Linked DNA regions of Macaca mulatta: region 1 is linked to region 2. Evidence: chromatin contacts called from public Hi-C data. All regions are on one chromosome and are shown on one strand. Each heading gives the region's core, a stretch centred on a gene start, on an enhancer-like site or on the middle of the called end of the contact. The rest is flanking DNA. Distances are from core to core; before and after follow the strand shown.

Evidence for each region. A called contact is a pair of places that touch in the nucleus more often than the background predicts.
Region 1: a contact with region 2 is called in a Hi-C map of blood, with 5 times the contacts expected there. The contact joins the promoter of ZNF846 here to the promoter of LOC714188 in region 2. A contact is called at or near these places in 4 of 14 Hi-C or Micro-C datasets (CD4 T cells, blood, fetal cortex germinal zone and 1 more).

What each region holds. Positions count from the first base shown.
Region 1 is chr19:10,498,731-10,503,008 of T2T-MMU8v2.0, reverse strand. ZNF846 (zinc finger protein 846) reads left to right here and starts at 2,719. Exons shown (of 7, transcript XM_015122808.3): 1 at 2,719-2,915; 2 at 3,228-3,651.
Region 2 is chr19:10,365,263-10,369,848 of T2T-MMU8v2.0, reverse strand. It overlaps LOC714188, which reads left to right and starts at 1,943. Exons shown (of 6, transcript XM_077977223.1): 1 at 1,943-2,257; 2 at 3,818-3,965.

The sequences.
Region 1 (4,278 bases), core at 1,470-3,969, 130 kb before region 2:
CCAAAGTTAGTTTGGTCTACATCCAGGAATGAACAAGGACAGTGTGGAGGTTAGAAGCAAGTTGGAGTTGGTTTGGTCAGATCTCTTTCACTGTAATCATTTTCTCAGCTATAATTTTTGCAAAGGTGTTTTCAAGCCTAGCACCCAGGGCTCTTAAGAAAGACATTCGGCCGGGCGCAGTGGCTCACCCCTGTAATCCCAGCACTTTGGAAGGCTGAGGTGGGCAGATCACGAGGTCAGCAGATCGAGACCATCCTGGCTAACAGTGAAACCCCATCTCTACTAAAAAAAATACAAAAGACGCCAGGCACGGTGGCTCACGCCTCTAATCCCCGCACTTTGGGAGGCCGAGGTGGGTGGATCACGAGTTCAGGAGATCAAGACCATCCTGGCTAACACGGTGAAACCCCGTCTCTACTAAAAAATACAAAAAATTAGCCGGGTATGGTGGCAGGTGCCTGTAGTCCCAGCTACTTGGGAGGCTGAGGCACGAGAACGGCGTGAACCCAGGAGGCGGAGCTTGCAGTGAGCTGAGATCGCGCCACTTGCACTTCAGCCTGGGCAGAGCGAGATTCTGTCTCAAAAAAAAAAAAAAAAAAAAAAAAAAAAGAATAGACGCGGTGGCTGGTGCATGTAGTCCCAACTACTTGGGAGGCTGATGCAGGAGAATCACTTGAACCTGGGAGGCCGGGGTTGCAGTGAGCGGATATCGCACCACCACACTCCAGCCTGGGTGATAGAGCCAGACTCTGTCTCAAAAAAAAAAAAAAAAAAAGGCATTCAGGCCGTGCCTGGTGGCTCATGCCTGTAATCCCAGCACTTTGGGAGGCCGAGGTGGGCAGATCACATGAGGTCAGGAGTTTGAGACCAGCCTGGCCAACATGGTGAAACTCCATCTCTATTAAAAATAAAAAATTAGCCAGGTGTGGTGGCACGCTTCTGTAATCCCAGCTACTTGGGAGGCTGAAGCAGGAGAATCACTTGAACCCAGAGGTGGAGGTTGCAGTGAGCCGAGATCGCGCCACCGCACTCCAGCCTGGGCAACAGAGCCAGATTCCGTCTCAAAAAAAAAAAAAAAAAGAAAAAGAAAGAAAAGAAAAGAAAAAAGAAAGACATTCAATTAAGCTTCTTCCTTTTCCCACAGACTCTAGACTTTAACGTCTTCAGTTGGAATCAACGTGGACATTAGGAACAGTCCCTCCTTAAACACAAAGACATTTCCTACCTCATACCTCATAATCCCCAGGTGATAGGTTGAGAATGTCTCCACAGCCAATCCCATACAGGGGTGTTCAAGAATACAGTTATGGGTTATTAGTTTTTGTTTCTGGTTGGGCCAGTAAAGCCCCTTCCTCATCCCTCTTTTCCACTTATCACTAGAGACAGAAACTAAAAACCATGGCTTCGGCTGCTACAAGACTAAAACAAAACAAAACAAGACAACAATAACAAGGCGACTTGGACAAGCTGGCTAGTAAATCCATTAACGAAGGTCCCGCCCTCATGATCTAATCACCTCCCTAAGGCCTCACATCCTAATATCATCACCTCCAGGGTTAAGATTTACGCATTTGGCTTTGCGGGGTGGTGGCCTGCGGGGAGGACACACACAACATACAACATTCTGACCACAGTGAGGTAGGAGACTGGGCAGGACTTGCTTCATTTCCTGGTCCCTACAGGATAAAGTGAAGAAACCACCTGGAACCAGCAGATGGCACCAAAAGCCATCTCTAGTTGCTCTCCTTACTCATTAGGGTAAGACACTCCTACCAGAGCCATGACAGTTTATAAGTACCATGGCAACAACATGAAAGTTACCATTCACTTCCATAACAACGACCTGGAAGTTACAGCCTCCTTTCTAGAAAGTTCTGCATGGGGGCCGGGCGCGGTGGCTCATGCCTGTAATCCCAGCACTTTGGGAGGCCGAGATGGGCGGATCACGAGGTCAGGAGATCGAGACCATCCTGGCTAACACGGTGAAACCCCGTCTCTACTAAAAAAATACAAAAAACTAGCCGGGCGCGGTGGCGGGCGCCTGTAGTCCCAGCTACTTGGGAGGCTGAGGCAGGAGAATGGCGTGAACCCGGGAGGTGGAGCTTGCAGTGAGCTGAGATCCGGCCACTGCACTCCAGCCTGGGCGACAGAGCGAGACTCCGTCTCAAAAAAAAAAAAAAAAAGAAAGTTCTGCATGGCATACCCCTTAATTTGCATGTAATTAAAAGTGAGTATAAATATAGCTAGCCAACAGTACAAAATGCTGATTCTAGGCACACTGCCTAGGTTTTGGCTGTACTCTGGAAAAAGCAACTCTGAGTCAATGGAAGATCCTTGTGTAACATCACCAGTTGAATTCTTTCCTGGGTGAATCCCCAATCATGGCACTTACCTGCATCAATAGCACACTTCTATCTCCTTAGGCACCTGCTTCTAAGCTAAAACTGTCTGCTTGCCAAAAAGATAGAAGAATTTTTATTTTTCATTTGGATAAAGGCAATTAGCTAACACAAATGGCCACCCCAATTACCAGAAAAACTTAGGGTGAACTTCAGAAATATTGTTAACACAGTCATTGTGTTATGAATTTTTTTTTTTTTTTTTTTTTTGAGACAGAGTCTTGCTGTGTCCCCCAGGCTGGAGTGCAATAGCCCGATTTCGGCCCACTGCAAGCTCCGCCTCCCAGGTTCAGGCCATTCTCCTGCCTCGGCCTCCTGAGTAGCTGGGACTACAGGCTCCCGCTACCACGCCTGGCTAATTTTTTGTATTTTTAGTAGAGACGGGGTTTCACCGTGTCAGCAAGGATGGTCTCGATCTCCTGACCTCGTGATCCGCCCACCTCGGGCTCCCAAAGTGCTGGAATTACAGGCGTGAGTCACCGCGCCCGGCCCTGTCTATTTCTTAATGTCTGTAGGGTAAGTGCCAACAGTTCTTCAGGAGTGTTTTGGGTTTTACTGGCCTTTTGCACTTCCATATACATACATTTTATTATAAATAGATCAGGTTCTTCATCAAAACATGTTATTTTGACAGAAAACTTAACTTTCTATATTAAGTAAGGATAATTCTTTATATTGAAACTTCTAATCCATCAACAAGGAAGATCTATCCATTGATCTAGGTTATCTTTGACCTCTTTCAATAGTATTTTACACATTTCTCCGAAGAGATATTGCATACTTTGTTGTTGTATTTATTTCTAGTTATTTTACTGCTGTTGTCGGCAGGTAACAAGTTATCTACGGCCGTATAACAAACCACCCAGAAACAGCGCATCCTCGTACAAGCCCCATAAATGCAGAGGAAAGCGAGCAGAGGCATTTCGAGGTCCCGCCCAATCGACTCCCTCCATCGTGGTCCCGCCCCCGCCCCCTGCCCGCGCCGGGTTGCGCCCCGCGGTCCCCAGTGAAGCCAGAAGGACGGGGTCCAATCGCTGTCGGCTGTGCGGAAACTGGGACCTCTCCCCAGGATCGTGGAGGACGCGAACTCCGCCCCTCCCACTGCCTCAGGCCTCGGAGACCCGGTCCAGAGCCCTCAGCCGCTTCCGAGCCCGGAGAGAGGAATCAGAAGTGCGCGTGGGCAGAGCGGCGCCTCCTTCACAGTAACCGTCGCTGACCCGCTGGTTTTCCCTGCACCTTCGTCTGCGACCAGGTGGGGCTTCAGGGGCCCCTTCACCACCTGGAGGGAGGGAGACCGGGGCGGGGACTCGGTGAGGGGAGAGATGGGGGGCGGGGACTCAGTGAGGGGAGAGAAGAGGGCGGGACTCGGTGAGGGGGTGACGAGGACTGGGACTCGATGACGGACAGGGTCTCGGTGAGGGGAAGCGGGGGGTGGGGACTCGGTGATGGGGAGACTGGGACGGCGACTCGGGGAGGGAGAGACGAGGGCAGGGACTCGGTGAGGGGATGTCAGGGGCGGGGTCTCAGGAAGGACAGAGAAGTGGGCGGGGTCTCGGTGAGGGCGAGACAGGGGCGGGGACTCGGTGAGGGAGAGGCGGGGGCGGGTCTCGGTGAGAGAGAGACAGGGATGGGGACTCGGGGAAGGGAAGACGGGGGCGAGGTCTCCGTGAGGGGGAAGAGGGGGCAGGGACTCGGTGAGGGAGAGACGGGGGCGGGGACTCGATGAGGGGAGACAGGGGCGGGGTCTTGGTGAGCGGAGAGACGGGGATGGGGACTCGGTGAGGGGAGAGACGGGGGCGGGGACTCGGTGAGGGGAGAGACGCGGGCGGGGACTCGGTGAGGGAGAGACGCGGGCGGGGACTCGGTGAGGGAGAGACGC
Region 2 (4,586 bases), core at 694-3,193:
TAGAAATAAATAGTAACTTCTCTTAGAAGCAAAATTTATTCAAAGACCTGTGCTAACATTCTCAAATATCTGCTAGCCGTTATAAAGATATCAATGTACTTTATGTTCTTAGTTCCCACAATTTAGTCTAAATATTTGCCCTGGCATGCTTATACTGGTCCAAACAAGCATTAGGTCATAGCCTGTTCCTTTTCCTTATTTGAAGGTGTTTTGACCCTTCTCAGCATTCCACAAGTTACTTCCTCCTTCCTTTGTTCTCGTCTACCTTTGCCTCTTTTAAAAAGTGACAAGTTGCTAGGCAATCAGGACAAATATAGAATGTGAGGTCCCGTTCCAGCCAACGGAAACCGAATACAGCAGTAGGGTGGAAGCATCAGGTTATAAACGACCCTGTCTCCTTTGTTTGGTGTACTCTCGTGGCAAAACTGCTGGTGAGTGTACCCTTTCTGTAGGAACTAAAAACGTCCTTGCTGAGTAAATTAAATTAATGTTCAAGTGCTATTTCTTCATGGCACCGAGGAACAAGCATTTCAAACATATATATATGTATACACACACACCATATATATGTATGCACATATACATACATAACTAGAGACAGGGTCTTGCTACTTTGCCCAGGCTGGTCTCAAACTCTTGGACTTGTAGAAAATGAAATAGCGGTTCCTCTTCAAAGGGACTTTCCTCCCAGTCTGAAAATAAATAGTAATCTCTCTTAGAAGCCAAATTTTCTGAAAGATCTGTGGTAATATTCTTTTTTTTTTTTTTTTTTTTTTTTGAGACGGAGTCTCGCTCTGCCGCCCAGGCTGGAGTGCAGTGGCCGGATCTCAGCTCACTGCAAGCTCCGCCTCCCGGGTTCACGCCATTCTCCTGCCTCAGCCTCCTGAGTAGCTGGGACTACAGGCGCCCACCACCTCGCCCGGCTAGTTTTTTGTATTTTTTTAGTAGAGACGGGGTTTCACTATGTTAGCCAGGATGGTCTCGATCTCCCGACCTCGTGATCCGCCCGTCTCGGCCTCCCAAAGTGCTGGGATTACAGGCTTGAGCCACCGCGCCCGGCTGTGGTAATATTCTTAAATTCTACCAGCTGTAATAAAGAAATCAATATACTCTGTGTTCTTAGCTCCCACATCTTAGCCTAGATATTTGCCCGGGCATGCCTGAACTGGTCCGAGCAAGCATTAGGTCATGGCCTATTCCTTTATTTAGAAGTGTTTTTGCCTCTTTCAACAGTCCACAAGTTATTTCCTCTCTTCCTTTGTTCTCCTCTGCCTTTGCCTCTTGTGGGAAGTTCTAAGTAGCTAGCCAATCCAGTCATGTATAGAAGGTGAGGTCCTGTTCTGGCCAATGGAAGATGGACACAGCAGTAGAGTGGACACGTCAAGTTTAAATAACCCTGTCTCTTTTGTTAGTGTGTGCTCTGGTGGCAAAACTGCTAGCCAGTGGCACCCATTCTGCAGAAAGTAAACTAGCCTTGCTGAGATCCTTTGTCTCAGTGTTGATTTTGCCAAACTAAGCACCAGTTCCCAGCAGACTCAAGATGTGTACCTGCCTTAGTCTCCCAAAGTGCAGGAATTACAGGCGTGAGCCACTGCGCTCTCCCGAGAAAAGCTTTAAAGGAGCATCCCCTGGGATGCGTCCAATCCCTCATCCCCGCCCTTCCAGCCCGACCAGCCGCCTGCACCGCCTGCTAGGCCCGGTCCCACCTCTAAACCGCCCCCGAGTACGGGCCACACCCCTCGCCCACAGTTCCGTCCGGAGGCCCGGTTTTAACCTCAATGTTTTCTCTGGATCTATTTCTGCATCCTCCTCCCTGTGCTAACCCCAGGCCTTCTCCGCACCCACCCGGGAGGAAACCAGAATTTCTGTGTTTGAAACTCGAGCCCACGAGCCCCGCCCGGCCAGAGGCTCGAAGCGGAAGTGACGTCAGCGCACCACCGCCATCTTTTCCGGCGCTGGCTCCTCTCGGTCAGTGGAGTTTCGCCTTTATGGTGGCGGAGTCAGCCGCGGCTGTGGTGAGTTCCGCCTGCTTGGCGGTTCCGTAGATAGCAGGGGGCGGCAAAGGAATGATTGCGCGCCGTCGCGCAGGAGCCTCCCGCAGCCGGTTCACTTCGCTCGCTTCTCCAGGGACTATCGGTCCTCCCTGCGCAGCCAGTTCCGAGAGGCTGCACACTCAGCTCACTGCAACCTCTGCAACCTCTGCCTCCTGGGTCAAGCAGTTCTCCTGCCTCAGCCTTCCGAGTACCTGGGATTACAGGCAAGTGCCACCACGCCCGGCTACTTTTTGTATCTTTAGTAGAGACGGTTTTGCCATGTTGGCCAGGCTGGTCTTGAACTCCTGACCTTAGGTGATCTGTCTGCCACGGTCCCCCAAAGTGCTGGGATTATAGGTGTGAGCCACCGCACCCGGCCAACTTTTGAAAATTTTAAATTCTGTTCTTCAGTTATCTTAGGTACATAGTGAAGTTAATAACACACATGGCTGGTGACTACTGAATTGTTCTGTGCAGGTCTGAACTGTCTTCTGGTCATATTGAGGGGTAACAGCATCCACAGGAGATTAGGCTCTAGGGACAAATATCAGACCAATTACTAGGGTTGTTTGAATGTAGGTTTTTTCAGTATTAAATAGAGGTAATGGGCCAGGCATGGTGGCTCATGCTTATTATCCCAGCACTTTGGGAAGCCAAGTCAGGAGGATTGTTTGAGCCCAGGAGTTTGAGACCAGCCTGGGCAACCTGGTGAAACCCTGTCTCTACTAAAAATACAAAATAGCCGGACCCAGTGGTGTGCACCTGTAGTCCCAGCTACTTGGGGGGCTGAAGTAGAAGAATCACTTAAGGCCAGGAGTTCGAGACCAGCCTGGCCAACATGGCGAAACCCCGTCTCTACTAAAAACGCAAAAATTCGGCCGGGCGCGGTGGCTCAAGCCTGTAATCCCAGCACTTTGGGAGGCCGAGATGGGCGGATCACGAGGTCAGGAGATCGAAACCATCCTGCCTAACACGGTGAAACCCCGTCTCTATTAAGAAATACAAAAAACTAGCCGGGCGAGGTGGCGGGCGCCTGTAGTCCCAGCTACTCGGGAGGCTGAGGCCGGAGAATGGCGTGAACCCGGGAGGCGGAGCTTGCAGTGAGCTGAGATCCGGCCACTGCACTCCAGCCTGGGCGACAGAGCGAGACTCCGTCTCAAAAAAAAAAAAAAAACAACGCAAAAATTAGCCAGGCATCCTGGTGCATACCTGTAATCCCAACTACTCAGGAGGCTGAGGCCTGATAATCGCTTGAACCTGGGAGGCAGAGGTTGCAGTAAGTCGAGATCGCGCCACTGCACTCCAGCCTGGGCAACAGAGTGAGACTTTGTCTCAAAATAATAATAATAATAATAATAAGGAGTGATGATGCCTACCTGTGGTCCCAGCTATTCAGGAGGCTGAGGTGGGAGGATCACTTGAGCCCCAGAGGTTTAGGCTACAGAGAGTCGTGTTGGTGCCATTGCACTTCAACCTGGGCAACAGAGTAAGACCCTGTCTCAATAGAGAGAGAGAGAGAGAGAGAGGATAGATGTAATGATAGCTATTGGGAAGGATGGTTGTAATTAAGTTAGCATGTATATATAAAGCTACTAGAGCTACTTCTGGCATATCAGTCCTCAGTAAATGTCAGTTACTGTCATTAATACTTTTGTTATTGAGTGACGATACTGAGTGAGCAATTTTTGGTGGCCTTCACATCTGTCACCTGCAGAGGCAAAGTTCAGGCATAATGTTTGATGACTGATGTTTCATGCTTGTTGTTTGATGATTGATATGAACAGGACCGCAAATAACCCTGTACAAAGAGAAATGGAGATTGCCTCTATCCACCTAGATTCATAAGCTGCCCTGAGGTGATCTTGGCATCAAGGAAGGGATGCACATCGCACTATCAGCTTCAGAGAATGGCAACCATTGATTTGTCCCATGGTAAGTCCTTGTTGATGCTCTTTTTCAGAGATTCTGCTTTAGGTCACTCTGCACACCACAAGAGTCCAGTGAGCTGGGCCTGAGCAGGCATGCAGCTGATTCTTTTAGGAGGAATTGAAGTGAACCACAACAGAATGCTGTTTGTTTGTTTGTTTGTTTGTTTGTTTTTGAGACAGAATCTTGTTCCGTCACCCAGGCTGGAGTGCAGTGGTGCAATCTTAGCTCACTGCAACCTCCGCCTCCCGGGTTCAAGTGATTGTCTTGCCTCAGCCTCCCAAGTAGCTGGGACCACAAGCACATACCTCCAGGCCTGGCTAATTTTTATTTGTTTGTTTTTGTTTTTGAGACGGATTCTCACTCTGTCTCCCAGGCTGGAGTGCAGTACCGTGATCTCGACTCACTGCAACCTCTGCCTCCTGGGTTCAAGCAATTATCTGCCTCAGCCTCCCATAATTTTTGTATTTTTAGTAGAGACGGGGTTTCATCATATGGGCCAGTCTGGTGTCAAATTCCTGACCTCAAGTTATTTGCCCGCCTTGGCCTCCCAGAATGTTGGGATTACAGCCATGAGCCACTGTGCCCAGCCAGGATGCTGTTTTAGAATTCAGCCCTGGTTTGTGT